2 separate regions of the Mus musculus genome follow, and region 2 is linked to region 1. The links are chromatin contacts, called in public promoter capture Hi-C maps. All regions are on one chromosome and are shown on one strand. The core of a region is the stretch at or near the end of the contact, and the rest is flanking DNA. Distances in the headings are between cores, read along the strand shown.

Region 1 (3,370 bases), core at 870-3,369:
TATCTTTATGATTTAGCTCTTGCTAAAACATATCAGTTAAAAATGCATGAGTTCAGTCAATCTTGCTTTTAGATTAAAGCTATGCCTGGGGAATCCCACTAAATTGAAACATCTCAAGCTAATGAATAAATACAGAAGAAAACAATACACAGGCTTTACTTGAACTTTATCCTTGCTTAGATTTCTCACAGTCATAGTGTTTACTGTAGAAAAGCATTCCATTTTGGCCTTAAACCTTCTAATATAGGAGACAGTAAAATAAAATCAAAGATATTCCTACTTGTTGGCTTGATAAAATGGTCGCATAGATCCCTAGTTAAAACAACTAAGAGAGACAATACACAAAAATAGGGAGCTTAGGGTTAAATTTTATATTAAAAACAATTCTAGGAGGGTGATTATCTATCTCTATTGTTTCTCCATCTGTGGCCAACTTTGCTTGCTGAAATCCAAATATTAAAGGGCATCTATTAACATCTTACTATAACCTTGATTTGCTGGTACCACCACCTAGCCCCCTAGAAGCAATACTCGTGAAATTACTGATTCCATACATTCGACATCTGGTAATTACTGAACTCCAATAAATTCTGTAGTGTCTACTTCAATAGCTTCTCAGCAGAGTTTGCTTCCACCTCCAAAGTGAAATAGTACTCATTTTCCAGGTGACCTAACAGAACTGTCATCAAGCACTATCATTGCAAGCAAGAGCGCTGCGGCGAGACCCAACTTCTTCAGGAACACGAGTGTAACATTACACTGGCGAGTTAATAATCTAAAGTAAAGGGCATCAGAGGGGCTGAGAAACTCCTGACTCAGCATACTGACTAGAAAGCCAACACTGAAGAGAACATGATCTGCAGTCAGGAGCCAGGGAAAACCTTACAAAAACACTCAACATATGATAAAGCAACTACTGGCATGTCTCCGTCCTAAGACTACAAAGAACAAACATACAGATGAAATTTCCAGTCTCTTTTCTGCCCTCTCAAACCCCAAGCCCCTCGACACACACTCTCCACCTTCCCAGGAAAGGACAACCTCCTTCTGCTGAGGTCTCCTCTCTCTTTCATTATCATACTGCCTCTGTCAATCCTAACAAACAAGAACAATGATCTCCAAAGAGACTCAGGTGACACACTGAAAAAGGCAGTCCCAACACTCGCTAATACTTTAGGAAGAGGGAGAGATGACTATTTCCCACTCCCTTCAGCATCACTAACTCCAACATCTAGTATTTTTGGATTAAATCGCCATTTTTTTCTTTATTTTACCTATTACCATACAAAGACAGGAAAAATATAGCCCTCAACTTTGAGTCTTCATCAATTTGCAGTCTCATATTTATTTCCTTTATTAAATATTAAGCTTCTCCAATTGCTACAAGCTGCCCAAGAATATAGGCTGAATTTTGTCGCTTTGCCATAACCAACTATCCACATATACAAGAAATGACCAAATAAAACACCCATAAATAAATAAATAAAAACACTAATAAGTCATGTAACCACTTCCACAATGGAACATGTTATTTTGGGGAAACACATATTTTTCTGGTCATTGTCATTATTTGGTTCAGGATCAACTTTTATTTCCTTTAAGGCCAGAGCTATTTTTTTTTTCCATCAACACAACTCACCCAAACATTTTTTGCAGAAATAAATCAACCCGAATACTTCAATAGTCTCCACCCATTCCTCCTACAGGTCCTTGTTTTGAATCCTGTAGGTAGGGCCTAAGAAATTCCGCTACAATGAGTGAATACTGGTTTAAGGTTTTGTTTGTTGTTTTTTGTTTTTCCAGTACACACGCGTTTACAAGCACACCGACAACTAAAGAGATGGCTTTCTACCCAAATGTAACTAAGTGTTGGAAACAAATAAGGGACGTGCGAAGAGGATGCCGTATTTCTGACGACACACGCGTTTGTAAATACAAGGTGGCAAAGCCCTCTCAACAGCTTTCACCTCGCACTCACCTGAACTCGCCAATTCCTGAAAATAAAGACAGAGAACCAAGCGCGCAGCGGAGGTTCCGGCCGCGCTGGCCCGCACAGCCCGAGGAAGTGCAGCCGCCGAGGGGCGGACCCCGCCTCTGAGGAACAAAGGAGCTTCACACCCTAGAGCTCGCGCCGGAAGAGTCGGAAGGTAACACCGCCAACGGCACTTCCGCTCCCGGCCTGGGGCTGCAGGACCAGTTCCGACCACTGCGCGGGCTGTTTGGAAGACGTTCAGAGCAAGAATTTATTTAGTGTCGCCAGCGTCTCATACAAGTTGACGACCACAGAGATGGAAAAAGAACTCTGCAACCAAGGGCTGGAGCGTAAGAGACTGCGGAGGGCGGCTGATGTCACTGCTGTTTTCTTCGACTTAAGTGTCCTCCGGCTTCGGGCGCTTCAGTTTACCCTGAGTTTACGCCCCTTCAGGCAGGGCAGTTACCGATTCCTGCCCCAAGAGTGGCTTTACCCCAACTCGATTTAGAGACTGCTGGCCTGACAACCAGACCAACGACTGGAGTTGTGCCCGTGTGGACACAGGACAGACCTGTCAAAGCGCACACGTCACCCAGTGTTGCTCCTGTTAGGTTTGTGAGCCTTAATGCACCCACTTAAGTATCCAGGTACTTGTGTCTCTAGTCACAGAATTAGACGAGAAACACGCCTTTCGAAGTAAAGACAGTTTATTACGAAAAGGAAAGTAGGGTGGATGAGATGGCTCACAGAGTAAAGAAGCTTGCCTCCAAGCCTGATGATAACCTCAGTTCAAGACCCGATGAGCGAGCCGAACTTCCACAAGTTGTCCTCAGGCCGGCACACGTGCACCTGCACTCTTAACCACATTATACAAAATAATAACTAAAAGAAAATTGGGACCAGGCATAGTGACCCACACTTTTTTTATTAGATATTTACTTTATTTACATTTCAAATGTCCCCTTTCTTGCTTTCCCCTCCGAAAACCCCCTATCCTTTCTCCCCTCCCCCTGCTCACCAACCCACCCACACCTGCTTCCTGGCCCTGGCATTCCCTAAACTGGGGCATAGAACCTTCACAGGACAAAGGGCCTCTCCTCCTATTGCTGACCAACTAGGCCATCCTCTGCTACATATGCAGCTGGAGCCATGAGTTCCACCATGGGTACTCTTTGGTTGGTGGTTTAGTCCCTGGGAGCTCTGGGGGTACTGGTTAGTTCATATTGTTATTCCTCCTATAGGGCTGGAAACCCCTTCATCTCCTTGGGTCCTTTCTCTAGCTCCTTCATTGGGGACCGGACTCTTTTGAGACCCACACTTTTTTAAATTCAGAGTTTGCAAGAGTCGGAAACAGTGTGAGTTGAGTCCAGTCAAGTCTACATAAATAGTTTCAAACTA
Region 2 (3,290 bases), core at 698-3,197, 110 kb after region 1:
GTGCTGGGAATTGAACTGGGGCTTCATACATGGTAGGCAAGTATTCTATTCCTGAGCTATATCCTCAGCCAGTTCTTGATTTCCTTCTTTTCTTTTGTAAAGACAAGATCATGTGGTTCAGGCTGGCCTACAACCTACTATGTGACCGAGGCTGACCCTGAACTCCTAATGCTCCAGCTTCTATCCGCAGAGAGCTGGGATCAAAATCAAGTGAGCTACTGCACTCAGTTTATGTGGTACTAGGAACTGAACCTAGGGGTCTGTGGATAACACACAAACACTCTATCAACTGAGCTGAATACCCAAATAACTCTATTCTTTAATTTTCTTGATTGAATCTAATAATATTTTGCTTTCAGTAAGACAATGTCCTAATCTAGGTGGTACATTACCAAGTATTTAACAGTCAAGTGTTGTATCTATTATTGTTTATTCGGAGATAGGGGTATAACTATGCAGACTGGACTGGCCTGAAACTATGTAACTATCCTGGCATAGAAATCATGTTCTGGGGCTGGAGAGATGGCTCAGTGGTTAAGAGCACTGGCTGCTTTTCCAGAGGTCCTGAGTTCATATCCCAGCAACCACATGGTGGCTCACAACCATCTACAATGAGATCTGATGCCCTCTTCTGGTGTGTCTGAAGACAGTGACAGTGTGGTCACATATATAAAATAAATAAATCTAAAAAAAGAAAGAAAGAAAAGAAAAGAAATCATGTTCCTATTGCTCCAACTCCTGAGATCACTGCTATGTGCTACCATGTTGCCCTTTATTTTCAGTTTACATCTTAGCAAACAAGTCACCATACAATATATCTTGCTGGGGAAAGAGTAGACACGGACTGCTGCAAGAGGTGACTGCAGCATAACAGATACTGGACCATCAAATATGCTAGTACGTCTAAGTTTTTTTTAAAAAGAGAAATGGGGGGGGGGGGATTGTTGGGGAGAGAACACTAATTTATCAATCTTCTTAATAGTTAATTCTATGATTTTTAATAATCTAGCTTTCCACATTTCTTCTGTGAGCTCCAAGCAGTTTAGTGATGAACAGATCTAAGAACGAAGAGAAAAGTATGTGTATCACGCACAAGGCCCTGAATGGACCACTAGCACAGAGAGATAAAGGGATGAGGAAACAAACACAGGCCTAGGAACTTTGGAGGTGGAAAAAAGCTCACTATTATTGTTTGTTAGGTTTTTGCTTGTTTGTTTTTTAATAAATACAGTATTTCACCACGTAGCACTGGTTGGCCTGGAACTCATTTTGTACACCAGACTAGCCAAGAACTCACAGAAATCCTTTTGCCACCTGTGTGCCGTGAGTAAAGGCTTGCCCGCTAGGTTTTTATGAATGGGCTGGAGGTCTACCAATGTTTATATTCTCTCAAGAAAGACGTACATTCGAAGTAACTAAGAAATTTGTCTCTGTATCTGAAACTAATGGTCAAAATAAAACACGCACTCACTAAATAAAGTACAATCTAACAATATGAATTAAGTTCTCACCCCGACATTCGTCTCTAATATTTTTTTAAAAGGGAATACGGCTTTTTCCAAAAGCGACCTTTCACTGAGTGCTCACCAGAGGCGCTGAAATCGCAAGGTGTATGGCGCTGATCACTCCAACTACTCCGGCAAAATTTCATTTCTGAGGAGAAAAATAAAAGAGCCTTTCGCACAGAATTTGCTTGGGCGGCTTTTGAAGAGCAGCATCGTAGCCGCAGCCATCGCCAGGCCCGCCCTCTGGGCACTTCCCCAGCCTGGCGACTGACAGCCAGAGAGGACTCAGGCTTGGCCGCGCCCGGAGGCGCCGTGGCAAGCGGAGCAGAGCTCTGCACTCTCGTTCTCTATCTCCCCCTCCGCCTCCAGGTAGTCCTTGTACCGCAGAACTCACGAATGCCAGGCAACTCCGCAACTCTTCAGTGCAGATAAGAGCCGGAAGAGACGGGCGCGGGCATGACGTCACTTCCGCTCGCGCTCGGTCTGCTGCAGAGCCAGGCCCGGGAGTCTACCTCGGTTGAATTCCTGTCAGATTTCTAGTTTCTCCGCAGTGTCAGGGCGGAGGGGCTGTAAGGGCTTCACCGCGGGAGCTGGAGGCCGACGCTGGTCTCCAGGACAAGACAGAATTAGAATCCAGGCTGTGAGCCGGGCAACGGTGGTGCCAGGACCAGTAAGTCCTTTAACCACAGGGTTTCTTGTGGGTACCCAGCGTCCGCTCAGGAAATTTTTTTGCCTGCCATCGCTGCATTCTTAGAACCCTTGCTTTCTAGTGCACCCTAGTCCAGTAGGAAACAGAAGGCAGTCTCGCTTCCGTAATCATCTAGACCTCTCAAGATGTTGAAATTGTATTTCGTAGGCTGCGACCATAAAGGGTGCTTCAACAGATTTACCCTACCTAAGCCCATTCCACCAGCCTCAGGAGCCCAATGGAAATAACTGGGTTTCTGACTGAGAATCCTGAAGTAGTTACTGGGTGGGTCTTGAACTCGTCTTAACCGCGTATCTGCATCTTTCCCAGCAACTGTTTTCCCAAGTCCCCGGTTCTATTGAATGCCCTAAGCAAACAGTAAGCTCAAATCCGGGTTTTTGTCATCTCAAGTCACAGGAAAAATGCCCAGTCACTCAGATTCGACACTCCTGGTTACTGATGGTCCCTAATAACATGAATGAAGAGCCAGTTTAACCACGCAACAGTTGAGAGGCTGAAAACTGTAATGTTACTAGGCTGAATTCTGCTGACATCTGTTGGTCAATGCGAGTCAAAGAGAAATGAAGCTATAATCACTTTCTGACGAAAGTAAAAGCATTTATGGCCCTGATCTATTACAGGATGCAAGATCAGTTTGTCAAGAGACCCATTTACCCTCTCTGCCATGAACTTGCTCAACCAGGGGCTTGCGTTGCTTCAGAAACAATATGCCAGTATGACTTCTCAGTGAAAAGGCAGACTTTCTTACTGCACACTTAGAGCTCAAGGAAAAGCTCTTTACTAAAGCACATGGCCAAATATGAGTTGACCTCAAATGTAATTATATATACCTTAGAGTTAGGCATTTTACACACACTCATCCTTAAAACCTCTAGGTCCCAGCCCCTGATTAGACTTTGAACAATTTAAGAGACAGGAGACTACAAGTCTAGCCACTTGGTCAGATGGGTTATTTACACAAAAATATTGCCAAGATTATTTAAGTACACCAGTGTTGTTCTTTTCAAATAGATCTGACCCAGGGTCATGTTGCCCAGCTGGCAAAAAAAAAAAAAAATTTTTTTTAAAGAAAGGAA

Evidence for each region. Capture Hi-C pulls out chosen DNA fragments and counts their contacts.
Region 2: a promoter capture Hi-C map of adipose tissue shows a contact between it and region 1. The contact joins the promoter of Zfp426 here to the promoter of Zfp560 in region 1. A contact is called at or near these places in 1 of 39 promoter capture datasets (the SN4741 cell line), 1 of 484 Hi-C or Micro-C datasets (CD4 T cells), 1 of 115 datasets of contacts at active chromatin or transcription factors (effector CD8 T cells) and 3 of 9 other capture datasets (adipose tissue, liver and pancreatic islet).

What each region holds. Positions count from the first base shown.
Region 1 is chr9:20,383,039-20,386,408 of GRCm38.p6, forward strand. It overlaps Zfp560 (zinc finger protein 560), which reads right to left and starts at 2,120. Exons shown (of 7, transcript NM_001004190.3): 1 at 1,979-2,120.
Region 2 is chr9:20,490,799-20,494,088 of GRCm38.p6, forward strand. Zfp426 (zinc finger protein 426) reads right to left here and starts at 1,948. Exons shown (of 9, transcript NM_001110309.1): 1 at 1,900-1,948; 2 at 1,588-1,653.